2 separate regions of the Macaca mulatta genome follow, and region 1 is linked to region 2. A link is a contact called in public Hi-C data. All regions are on one chromosome and are shown on one strand. Each heading gives the region's core, a stretch centred on a gene start, on an enhancer-like site or on the middle of the called end of the contact. The rest is flanking DNA. Distances are from core to core; before and after follow the strand shown. Region 1 holds the start of PSMA1 (proteasome 20S subunit alpha 1). Region 2 holds the start of CYP2R1 (cytochrome P450 family 2 subfamily R member 1).

The links. Hi-C and Micro-C count contacts between places; a contact is called where the count stands out from the background.
Region 1: a contact with region 2 is called in a Hi-C map of cortical neurons, with 6 times the contacts expected there. The contact joins the promoter of PSMA1 here to the promoter of CYP2R1 in region 2. A contact is called at or near these places in 4 of 14 Hi-C or Micro-C datasets (blood, cortical neurons, fetal cortex germinal zone and 1 more).

What each region holds. Positions count from the first base shown.
Region 1 is chr14:50,927,302-50,932,668 of T2T-MMU8v2.0, reverse strand. It overlaps PSMA1 (proteasome 20S subunit alpha 1), which reads right to left and starts at 2,978. Exons shown (of 10, transcript NM_001261021.1): 1 at 2,928-2,978; 2 at 1,545-1,589; 3 at 434-535; 4 at 204-307. The coding sequence starts at 2,930.
Region 2 is chr14:50,594,311-50,599,353 of T2T-MMU8v2.0, reverse strand. CYP2R1 (cytochrome P450 family 2 subfamily R member 1) reads right to left here and starts at 2,881. Exons shown (of 5, transcript NM_001193958.1): 1 at 2,616-2,881. The coding sequence starts at 2,840.

The DNA of each region.
Region 1 (5,367 bases), core at 1,729-4,228, 330 kb before region 2:
TGATGTTTAATTTTATGAGTTATTCCTATGGGGATCAAAAAATGGAAAATTTAATAACAAACTCAAACCCACCAAGGTATTCATAATCTTAATTTACAAGCATTCTGGCAGACAACTTCCTAAAATATCTTATCTGGATCTTTTTGAGAAAACTAATCAATTATGAATCAAAAAGGATGTTTATTTTTCATGATTATACTTACCATAACAGTCTAGCATCAGCAGTAAGCCCCGCAATTGAGATACCAATATGGTTGTCAACATGGAGAATTTTTTTCTGATGAGCTGCAAGCTCTGATTGTGCCCTCTAAATGGAGACATTATAAGATGTTAAAAAAAAAAATGTAAAAATAAGTTTACAACCTTACTGTCTATGGTGAAATTTACATTAATAGTTTTTTACAGAGGAAGACATATTTATTACTTTACTTACTTTCAATGCAACCAACACTGCATGAGTTTTTGATTTCAGACCAACTGTGGCTGAACCTTGTTTAACAGCTTCCATTGCATATTCAATTTGATGAATCCTGCCCTAAAGAAAAAAAAAAACAAAACCACATCTTAGAAGGCCTTTTATAACTTAAAAATTAGAGTTTTCAAATGTCAGGTGGGCATAGTTAAATCTCAACTGATTTTTTTTTTAAATCAAGAAACTTTTTTTTTGAGACAGGTTTTCACTCTGTCACCCAGGCTGGAGTGCAGTGGCACAATCTTCAGCTCAGTACAACCTCTGCCTCCTGGGCTCAGGCAATCCTCTCAAATCACCGTCCCCAGTAGCTGGGACTATAGGCAGGCACCACCACGCCCAGCTTATTTTTGTATTTCTTGTGGAGACCAGGTTTCATGTTGTTCAGGGTGGTCTTGAACTCCAAGACTCAAGCAATCTACCTTCCTCGGCCTCCCAAAGTGCTGGGATTACAGGCATAAGCCACTGCGCCTAGCCAAAAGCTTCTTTTAAAATAAATTTTGTTGTATATACTTAAGGTATGCAACATGATGTTGTAAGATACACATATATAGTAGGGTCACTATCGCAGAATGAACACATCCATTGTCTCACATACTTACCCATTTTCCTCTGCTGTGGCAAGAGCTATCAACTACTCACTTAGCAAAAATCCTGAATACAAAACACTACCTGCATTATTAGCTGTAGTCTTCATGTTGTACCTTAGATCCTTCCACTTGCTCAACCTACATATTTGATACTTTGTATCTCCTCTTTTTTCCTCCCCACTGCTATTCCCTACCCTGGTAACCACTGTTTTATTCTCTCTCTCTATATATTTGCTCTTTTAAACAAAACATTCCACATATAAGTGAGAGCATGAAATATTTTTCTTTCTGTTTCTGGCTTATTTCACTTAACATAATGTCCTCTAGGTCCATTAGGAGACCTATTTTAATTATAAATGCAACTTCCAAGAACGACTAAAATATTATATTCCATTTTCCCCAAGCCTATGCTCTCACAAGCTTCTAAATATATTGCAGCCACAAAAAGCCATTTCACAGAAATAGTTTAAAAAACATTATTTTACCTGCGGGCTCCAAACAGTGACATCATTGTCGTACTGATTTCGAAACTAAAAGTAAAAGAAAAAAAGACCTGTTAATAGAAGAACATTTCAAATCCCAACTCTAACATTCATTAAGAAATATGCTTGTGTTTCCATTCAATGTTAAGGCACTCTGTTCATGCAATCTTACTGGAAGATTACTACTGTACTCAGACGTAAGCCAATTCTACATTTACCATAAACTGGTGGGAGAGGGAGAAGCAGATCTAAATGGGTCCTATTTTTCCAACCTCTTATTCTAAAACCCTTCATAGCAATCCCTTTAGGCTCAATTACTAAAGTTCACAATCAACTTTCTTGCCTATTTTTGCTTATGCTGCTCCCTTTTATTGGGACCTAATAAATGGTTAAAAGCCTTTCTCTTCTTTAAGTTAGCTTAAATGTCGATTTCTGGAAGTCTTCTCCTTTTCTTCCCAAATCCCCCTAACACATACTCCCACAGTTCTTTATCTAAACGTCCCTTTCTGTTTTTATGATTAGCTTTTCTTCCCAAATCCCCCTAACACATACTCCCACAGTTCTTTATCTAAACGTCCCTTTCTGCTTTTATGATTAGGGACATGTATGACTTTTGAACGTTCACTGTAGTTATGCTTGTACAAATGCTCTGTCTGTATATTCATATTGAATGAACAAAAATGTCCTCAGAAAGTTAGAGGTGGACACAAACAGCTGCAGCGATAGAACCATTACGGCTATTATGACTATTATAATAAGTCTAGCAGTGCTGGGGAGACTAATCACGGGAGTGAGATTGAGTGCGAGCACAGCACTGGAAACCCAGAACCCTATGTTGTAACCCAGATTCCATCACTTCCCTTCTCAGCCTCGGCTTACTCATCTGTAAATAGGTGACTGGACAAAATTATTGAAAAGGGCCTCTTCTAACCGAAGTCTAGGGGAGAGATAAATCAGACGGACCCACCAGGAAAACGGACGCGGTCCAGGAACACAAACCTGGGGGTCAAGTCCGCACTGGTGGTACAGGTAGGCCTCCAAGTCTCTGTCTTCTCCTCTCCCATACACAGCACTAGGGGCTATTCTGGACCGCTCAGAATCTACTCCACTGAAGGAACCTGAGGGGCGAACTCATCTAGCTGACAGAGGAGGAAGTGTCGGAGGCTCCCCGGGAAGCGAAAGCGGTGGAAAGGCCGCACTGGCTACCGACAGCCCCTAACCCGGCCAGGCCGGAGATGCTGAATCACTGCCGGAGCCCGGCCGTCTGCCGAGGCTCCCATACCTCGTGGCCCCGGGCGGCGCTAAGGATGACAGGAGAGGTGGCTCGTCATCCCCGAGTCACCGGAGCTCTGCCCTAAACCTTCCAGAGGTCGGGATTCAACGTACCATGTTGGCGGCGCGGGCCTGGTTGCGGCCTCCAGCAAAACTGAGAATCAAGGAGGTGCTGCCGAAAGTATCGCTCAGCGATCTACAGAGAAGTCTGCGGGAGTCTGATGGCGGCGGCGCAGGGTAGCGCAGTCTATTCCAGAGATATCGATAGGCTTGCAACACTTCCCCTTCCTTAAAACTCTCCGACCGCTCGGCGGCGGGCGGAGCCTGGGAAGATCTAGTAACTGAGATTGGCGGGAAACCCAGGGCTGGGAGTGCCGGCGGCTGAGAGCTGCGGGGGACCCCCTGTCACGTAGCCCTTCTTGGTTCCTGTGTATTGCGGATTCCCTCCAGTTTCTCCCGGTGGCGGGCTGCATCTAAAGTCTTACGAGGCAACAGCCGTGACTCCGGGTGATACTAGCTCTCATTCACCGTCCACAGATTTTGGGGTGTTACGTGACTGAAAGAAACGAGGCTGCAGGAAAGCCCCAAGATAACGATCCGTTTCTGTGTGTCAGCCGTATTCTTCCTCGAGTATCTTGTTTGTGTACATGCTTTTATTTGTATTAAGGTTGGTGCAAAAGTAACCGCGGTTTTTGCCATTTGGCAAGATACCTTGGAATGCTCTTCCTTATTCCCTGGAGATGTTATCTTTCAAGGCTCTGTTGTCTTTAACCCCTCATTATTATTATGATTGGTTTCCTCCACCAGACTTTGAACTCCATGAGGGCGCTGTCTTTCTGTGTCCTCAAAACCAAGCATGATACCTGATTAGGCCACTGAGAAAAAATGGACACGTTCTTTCGACTTACCTATTTTGTCTTTTGAGAGCATCTTTCCGTAATGAAATAGTCTGACATCTTTGCAAACAGCTGCCAATCTAACATCCACCGGCTATTTACATTCTTTGTAAAAAAAGAGACTGGGTGCGGTAGCCTGTAATCCCAGCACTATCGGAGGCCGAGGGCGGAGGATCGCTTGAGCCCAGGAGTTCGAGATCACTATATTATTTTAATACAGTGGGACCTCGTCGCTACAATAATAATAATAATACTAAAATAAAAAAGGCTGGGCATGTTGGCATGCGCCTGTGGTCCCAGTTACTCGGGAAGCTGAAGTGGGAGGATCTCTTAAGCCCGGGAGATCGAGGTTGTAGTGAGCCGTGGTCGCGCCATTGCACTCCAGCCTGCCTGGGCGACAGAGATTCTGTTTCAAAAAAAAAAAAAAAAAAAAAAGGCCGGGCGCGGTGGCTCACGCCTGTAATCCCAACACTTTGGAGGGCAGAGGCGGGTGGATCACGAGGTCAGGAGATCGGACCATCCTGGCCAACACGGTTAAACCCCGTCTCTACCAAAAATACAAAAATTAGCCGGGCGTGGTGGCGTGCGCCTGTAGTCCCAGCTACTCAGGAGGCTGAGGCAGGAGAATCGCTTGAATCGGGGAGACGGAGGTTGTGGTGAGCCGAGATCGTGCCACTGCACTCCAGCCTGGGCGACAGAGTGAGACTCAGTCTCAAAAAAAAAAAAAAAAAAAAAGTACTAAATTGTTCTCCAGAAATGTTTTACCAACATATACTCTCAACAGTAGTATATGAGGTTGCCTCCTCTAATTCATCAACACTGGTTATTGCCGTATTTCTAAAAAACACTGTTGATTTGGTGGACTAAATTAACAGATTAAATTAATAGATTGTTCTCTTTCGTTTCTCCAGAACCCAGCACAATGCATGGCACATATTGTTTATAAATAGTGCTAAATGATTAAATAAATGCTCATTTATAAATTGTCATATACTACGTAAACATTTTGACAGTTCTTTCCATATATATCTCTCTAGCCACATGCCTCACACAGATGTGTAATATACAATTTAAAAAAATAAGATGATACTGAACTGTTTTTATTAATACACTTAAAAAGTTATAGCTATCATATGTCCATAAGTAATCGTCTATATTATTTTCAATAGTTGCATAGTATTTTATTTTATGGAAATACAATAATTTGCCTAACTATTGGTGTGCAATTAGATTGTTTCCAAGTTATTGGTGTCATAAAAATACTATAATGAATATTCTTGTACATACACACCTATTGTGTGCATAATTACCTTCCCTCATGAAGAATTCATATAATTGTGAGGTCAAAGGGAATTTACATTTACAGTTATGATAAATATGGCTGAGTTGCAAAAAATGTTGTATCCATTTAATATTCTACGCTGCCTGAGAGTCAATTTTCTCTATATTCTCACCAACACTGGATATTATAAGTACTTTTTACTTTTATCAAGTTGAGAAAATGTGTTTCTTTTTAAATTTTATTTATAGTTTTTTTATTAGTAGTAAAAAAAATCTTTTGTTGTATTTATTGGCTGTTTATATTACTTTAGTGGATTGCCACTTCATTCCTTTCCTCATATTATTGTGTTAATCATTTTCTTACTGACTTGTAGGAG
Region 2 (5,043 bases), core at 1,632-4,131:
CCAGGATAAAGATCAAATGCTGCTGTAGCCTAGAGTTAATATGTTTGGTGGTTATCAACTAAACCTAAGGCATAGTGAGGCAAACAACGTCTATCTACTCTTTGATGCATATTCTTTTTCATGTTTGCTCCTTTCAGTTTTTCCTCTGCCCCACTGCAGCTAGTAACAGTTTAGTCCTATTTCATTTGTAGTCAAGAGCTTTCTCCGTAAAGAACCATGGTTCCCTCAAAAGTGGTACCAGCAATAAAACTAGCTGCTCATGCCCAATTCTTATCTATTGAACCGATCTAAATATCTCAAGACGACAGTCTAGTACGTTTATAATTTGTAACCTATGATAGGGGACTTAGACAACCCCCTGCCCAAAATAAATATTCATAGTAATACAGAGTGTCTTTCAGTTCAAATACTTATATAAGAAACGTTTAATTCCCTTTTCTGTGAGAAACCATTTCAAATAACTTGTTTAAAAATACTTTCAAACTTGGAGGTCGAACAAACCTGTTCTGGGTATAGAAACTAATAACATAGGCCGGACGCGGTGGCTCACGCCTGTAATCCGAGCACTTTGGGAGGCCAAGGTGGGTGGATCACAAGGTCAGGAGATCGAGACCATCCTGGCTAACAGAGTGAAACCCCGTCTCTACTAAAAAATACAAAAAATTAGCCAGGCGTGGTGGCGGGTGCCTGTGGTCCCAGCTACTCGGGAGGCTGAGGCAGGAGAATGGCGTGAACCCGGGAGGCGGAGCTTGCAGTGAGCCGAGATGGCGTCACTGCACTCCAGCCTGGACGACAGAGTGAGACTCATCTCAAAAAAAAAAAAAAAAAAAAAGAAAAAGAAAAAAAAAAAAAAGAAACTAATAACACATACAATAACCAGAACACTTGAGTAGCACTTTACTGTTTTCCGTTGTTATTCTCACTAACGAGATGAAAAAAAAACTAAGTCTCAGAACAGGGGTCAAGTTTTGTCTGGCAGAAGACCCGATTTCTAGTCTTATGCTTTCACATTTTGAATAAACTCAATTCTGGGAGAACTGTCGGCTGGAAAATAAGATCTAAGAATTACACATACTTTTGTTACCTCGTCCAGCTTACCTTTAACAACGTAAACTATTAGTGAGTCGTGAAAGGAACGTAAACCATTAGTGACTTACTATTCTAGAAACCTAGACCAATTTTTTTTTTTTTTTTTTTTTTTTTTTTGGAGAAAGAGTCTTGCTCTGTCGCCCAGGCTGGAGTGCAGTGGCGAGATAGCTCACTGCAAGCTCCTCCTCCCGGGTTCATACCATTCTCCTGCCTCAACCTCCCGAGCACCTGGGACTACAGGCGCCCCCACTACGCCCGGCTAATTTTTTGTATTTTTTTAGTAGGGACGGGGTTCCACCGTGTTAGCCAGGGTGGTCTTGATCTGCTGACTTCGTGATCCGCATGCCTGGGCCTCCCAAAGTGCTGGTATTACAGGCGTGAGCCACTGCGCCCGGGCACCTAGCCCAATTCTTGTAAAAATTGGTTTAAGTAAGGATTTAAGGTCAAACCTGAAATACCACAGTTGCCAAACATCCCTGTACTTTTCCTTCAAAACACTGACCACAGCCTGTGGTCGATAAAGAGATTAGTTTTCTCTCCCACTCATCTGCCAACTCCTTAAAAGGCTGTATCTGCCTTTTTCACCGCTAGCGTCAGGCCTGTAGTTGCATATAAATAAGTGTAATTCAAAACAAAACAGGTAAAGCTCTGGTCAGGCCCCGTGGAAACTCCTGCCCCCTCCGGACTTCAGGACACCCACACACATGCGGGGGTCGCCTTTTCCGCTGCCAGTCACAAGGCATTTCCGTGCTGCTTTCTCCTCCGCAGATTGAGGAGGAGCTAAGTACCGACCTCACCGGCTGGTTGTGAGTTTTAAATGAGTCACCAAGTTGGCAGTGACAGTGGCACACAGAAGGCGCCTTTTAAGTATCTGCTAAGGGGCCGTTCCCAGCCAGTCAGAACGGCATTGCCATCTGTGCTGTGGGACCCCCGCAGCGGATTTTAGTCATCAATTCATTCACGCGTTCACAATCATTTCCCAGGGCCAGCTTCTCAGTTAGGGGCGTTCCCCTGCGTTCTCCATTCTCACAGCAAACGCCTACACCAGTAGTTCATCGACTGCAAACACCGAAGAACCTGTTATTAACCATCTAGAATTTAGAACGCCTTAATTTTCCGACAAGCCGCGTGCAGCTTCCACAGAGCTGCGAGGCCGACTCGCAAGACGCCCGCCCTGAGGGCAGGGGTCCAACCTGGACCTGAAGTGGCTCCGCAGCCGGCGAGCCAAACGGCGCAGGCGCAGGAGCAAGAACTCGAGCGGTAGCGGGAAAATCAGGCCTGGATCGCCTCGGGGCCTCGGCCCGGAGTGGGTCACCGGCAGGGGCGGGGCTCCCCTTGCAGGGGGCACGGCGTCGAGGACTTCTCCCTTCCACAGCATGGAAACGGATGTCCCTCAACGGGCAGCCGGCATATGGAGAGGTCCCTATTACTCGGCTCACGAGCGGCCATAAGTCCAACCAGGAAGGCCCTGGCCAGCCCGGGCCAGTTTGGCGGCCCTCCCTGCCCGGGACCCGTCGGAGCGGTACCTCTCCGTACACCTGGCTCTGCTTTCTCATGTAGACATGGGGAAGCTCGGCTGAGGCGGCCAGGGAATAGATGTTGCCGATAAATGGCAGCCCCGGCGGCCCCGGAGGGAAGCCCATCGGCCTCCTCAGCTTCAGCAGCTGGCGGACCCCCAGCGCGAAAAGCAGCAAGAAGAGCGCGCCGCCGAGCGCCGCTGCGCCCTCTTCACCTCCCCAAAGTTTCCACATCTGCCCGAGCTGGGGGTGCGAACGCCACGGCCGCCCTGAGTCCCTGGCACTCCAGCCTCCAGCCCTGCCGTACTCCCATTGGCAGGATACTCTCAGGTCCCGCCCTAGCTCCGTGGCCATTGGCTGACTGAGTGAGCGCTCAGGTCCCCTCGGGACGACGACCCTCCAGCTCTGCGCGGCTTGGAGTCGGCTCTGCGGAGCGGGTAGCCGGTGCTACCCTTTGGAGGTGGCGCGGCTCTAGGCGGAGCAATGAGCCTGGAGGCCGTTTTCCAGAATGTTGACACCAGAATGTTGACCAGGTGTCAGGACGGCCTCACTCACTGGGGTAGGCGGATCCTGCCTCTCTGGGGCCAGCTCTTTCTTAAAGTGTCTTTTTAAGTACCAGGTCTGCTTATTTCATTTCAGACTAGGAAAACTGGAGAGGTGATCAACACTGTAGTCTTTAGCTGAACCTGATACTTTTAAGAATTTCCAGTAGAAAACTGACCCATCAGTAGTAAAAGAAAGTAATTTTACTGTTTTGTCCTGTTTTACTATTTTTCTCCTGTTAATGTATTTTTGTGTGTGATCTTTTAAGAATTGTGATGATTGAGCAGTTTATGTGATTAACTCAGTTTACCTATATTTGACCCCTCTCTGGTCTTTCCAAACTGATTACTTACTGGCAATCACGGAACTCTTGTCTGCACTTGTTCACGGAGAGTATTTACTATTCAAGATTTCTGCCTCCACTGCCTGGAATTAAGCAACTGATTTCATATTATTCTTGCTAATTCTGTTTTTATTCCTGTTTTCTACTGGACAGTTCCTTGCAACACAGGACTTACTGGGTTTGGGACTCTTCTAACAGCTGCCCTCTAATTGTGATTTAGAAGGGCATGAGTTTTATGGTCCTCGTTACCTTACGGCTCATTCACACAGCAAATATTAATTGAATGTCTACTATGTTCCCATGTCCTAAGCGATGGAGATACATAGGTGAATAAGAGCAACAAAATCCCACCCTTTCTAGAACTTACATTCTTATGAGAGGGAAGAGCAATAAAATGGAAATACAATAAATTTAGATAATCATCAGCAAACAAAAAGTGCGTTATAGAAAATGCCTGGTGGTTTGGGAGATATTTTAGCAAGCAAGGGCTGTCAAGGAAAGTCTTATTAGGAAGATGACGTTGGAGCTGAGATCAACTGCTAAAGAGGTGTATTTGTTTCCTACCACTGTTGTAACAAATTACCCCCAATTTGATGGCTTAAAAACCACACAAATTTATTTTCTTACAGTTTTTGAGGTATGAAGTCCAAAGTGAGTCTTCCTGGGCTGACAGAGAGGTGTTAGTGGGACTTCATTCCTTCTAGAGACTGTAGGAGAGATTCTATTTCCTTGTCTTTTTCAGCTTCTAGAGGCTGCCCACATTCCTTGACTTTCATCCCCATTCCTTCCTCTTCAAGGCAATTAATGTCAGTTCAGATCCTTCCAACATGGCTGTCTCAACGATCTACTTATAAGGATCATTGTGATGATATTGGGCCCACCTGGATAATCCCCGACTCAGGGTCAGCTGATTAGCCCTTTAATTCCATCTGCAACCTTAATTCTTCTTGCCATGAAACCTAACATATTCACAGTTCTAGGGATTAGTATGTGGACATATGGGGGGAGGGGAGCATTATTCTGCCTACTATAGAAGGGAAATTTGAGGCAGATATAGGGGAAAATATTCCAAACAGAGGAAATATCAAGGGCAAAGGCATCATGTACTAAGCAAACCTTGTCCTCTGAGAGTGTTTCCAATTTCTCTACATCTCCCATGCAAGGACACTGCGGAAGTCAGCAAGTTAGTCAGGGCTTTTAGTTTTTCTGTTTAACTGACTTGTGACCATCCCCAGGGGCTGAAGTTACCCCCGCAGGGCATGTGTCACAGGATCTCCAGCCACAGAATATCTACCTACTGCCTATTACAAATGCCTATTAAGAGATTCCTTAAAATTCTTATCAATCAATAATCTAATAAAATGAAAAAATAATTGTGAGAGATCGTTACTAAACTTGGTCTCTAATTTCTTACCAAAGGCCAGTGGAGATGACACAGGATGGATATTGGGACTGTGGGTGGGAGGCAATGCTGCTGAGGCACCAGGAGCTGGGGAAGATCACCTATGGGATGCCTCAGATCAACCCTGCCTTTGCAGCACCAGGAGGCTT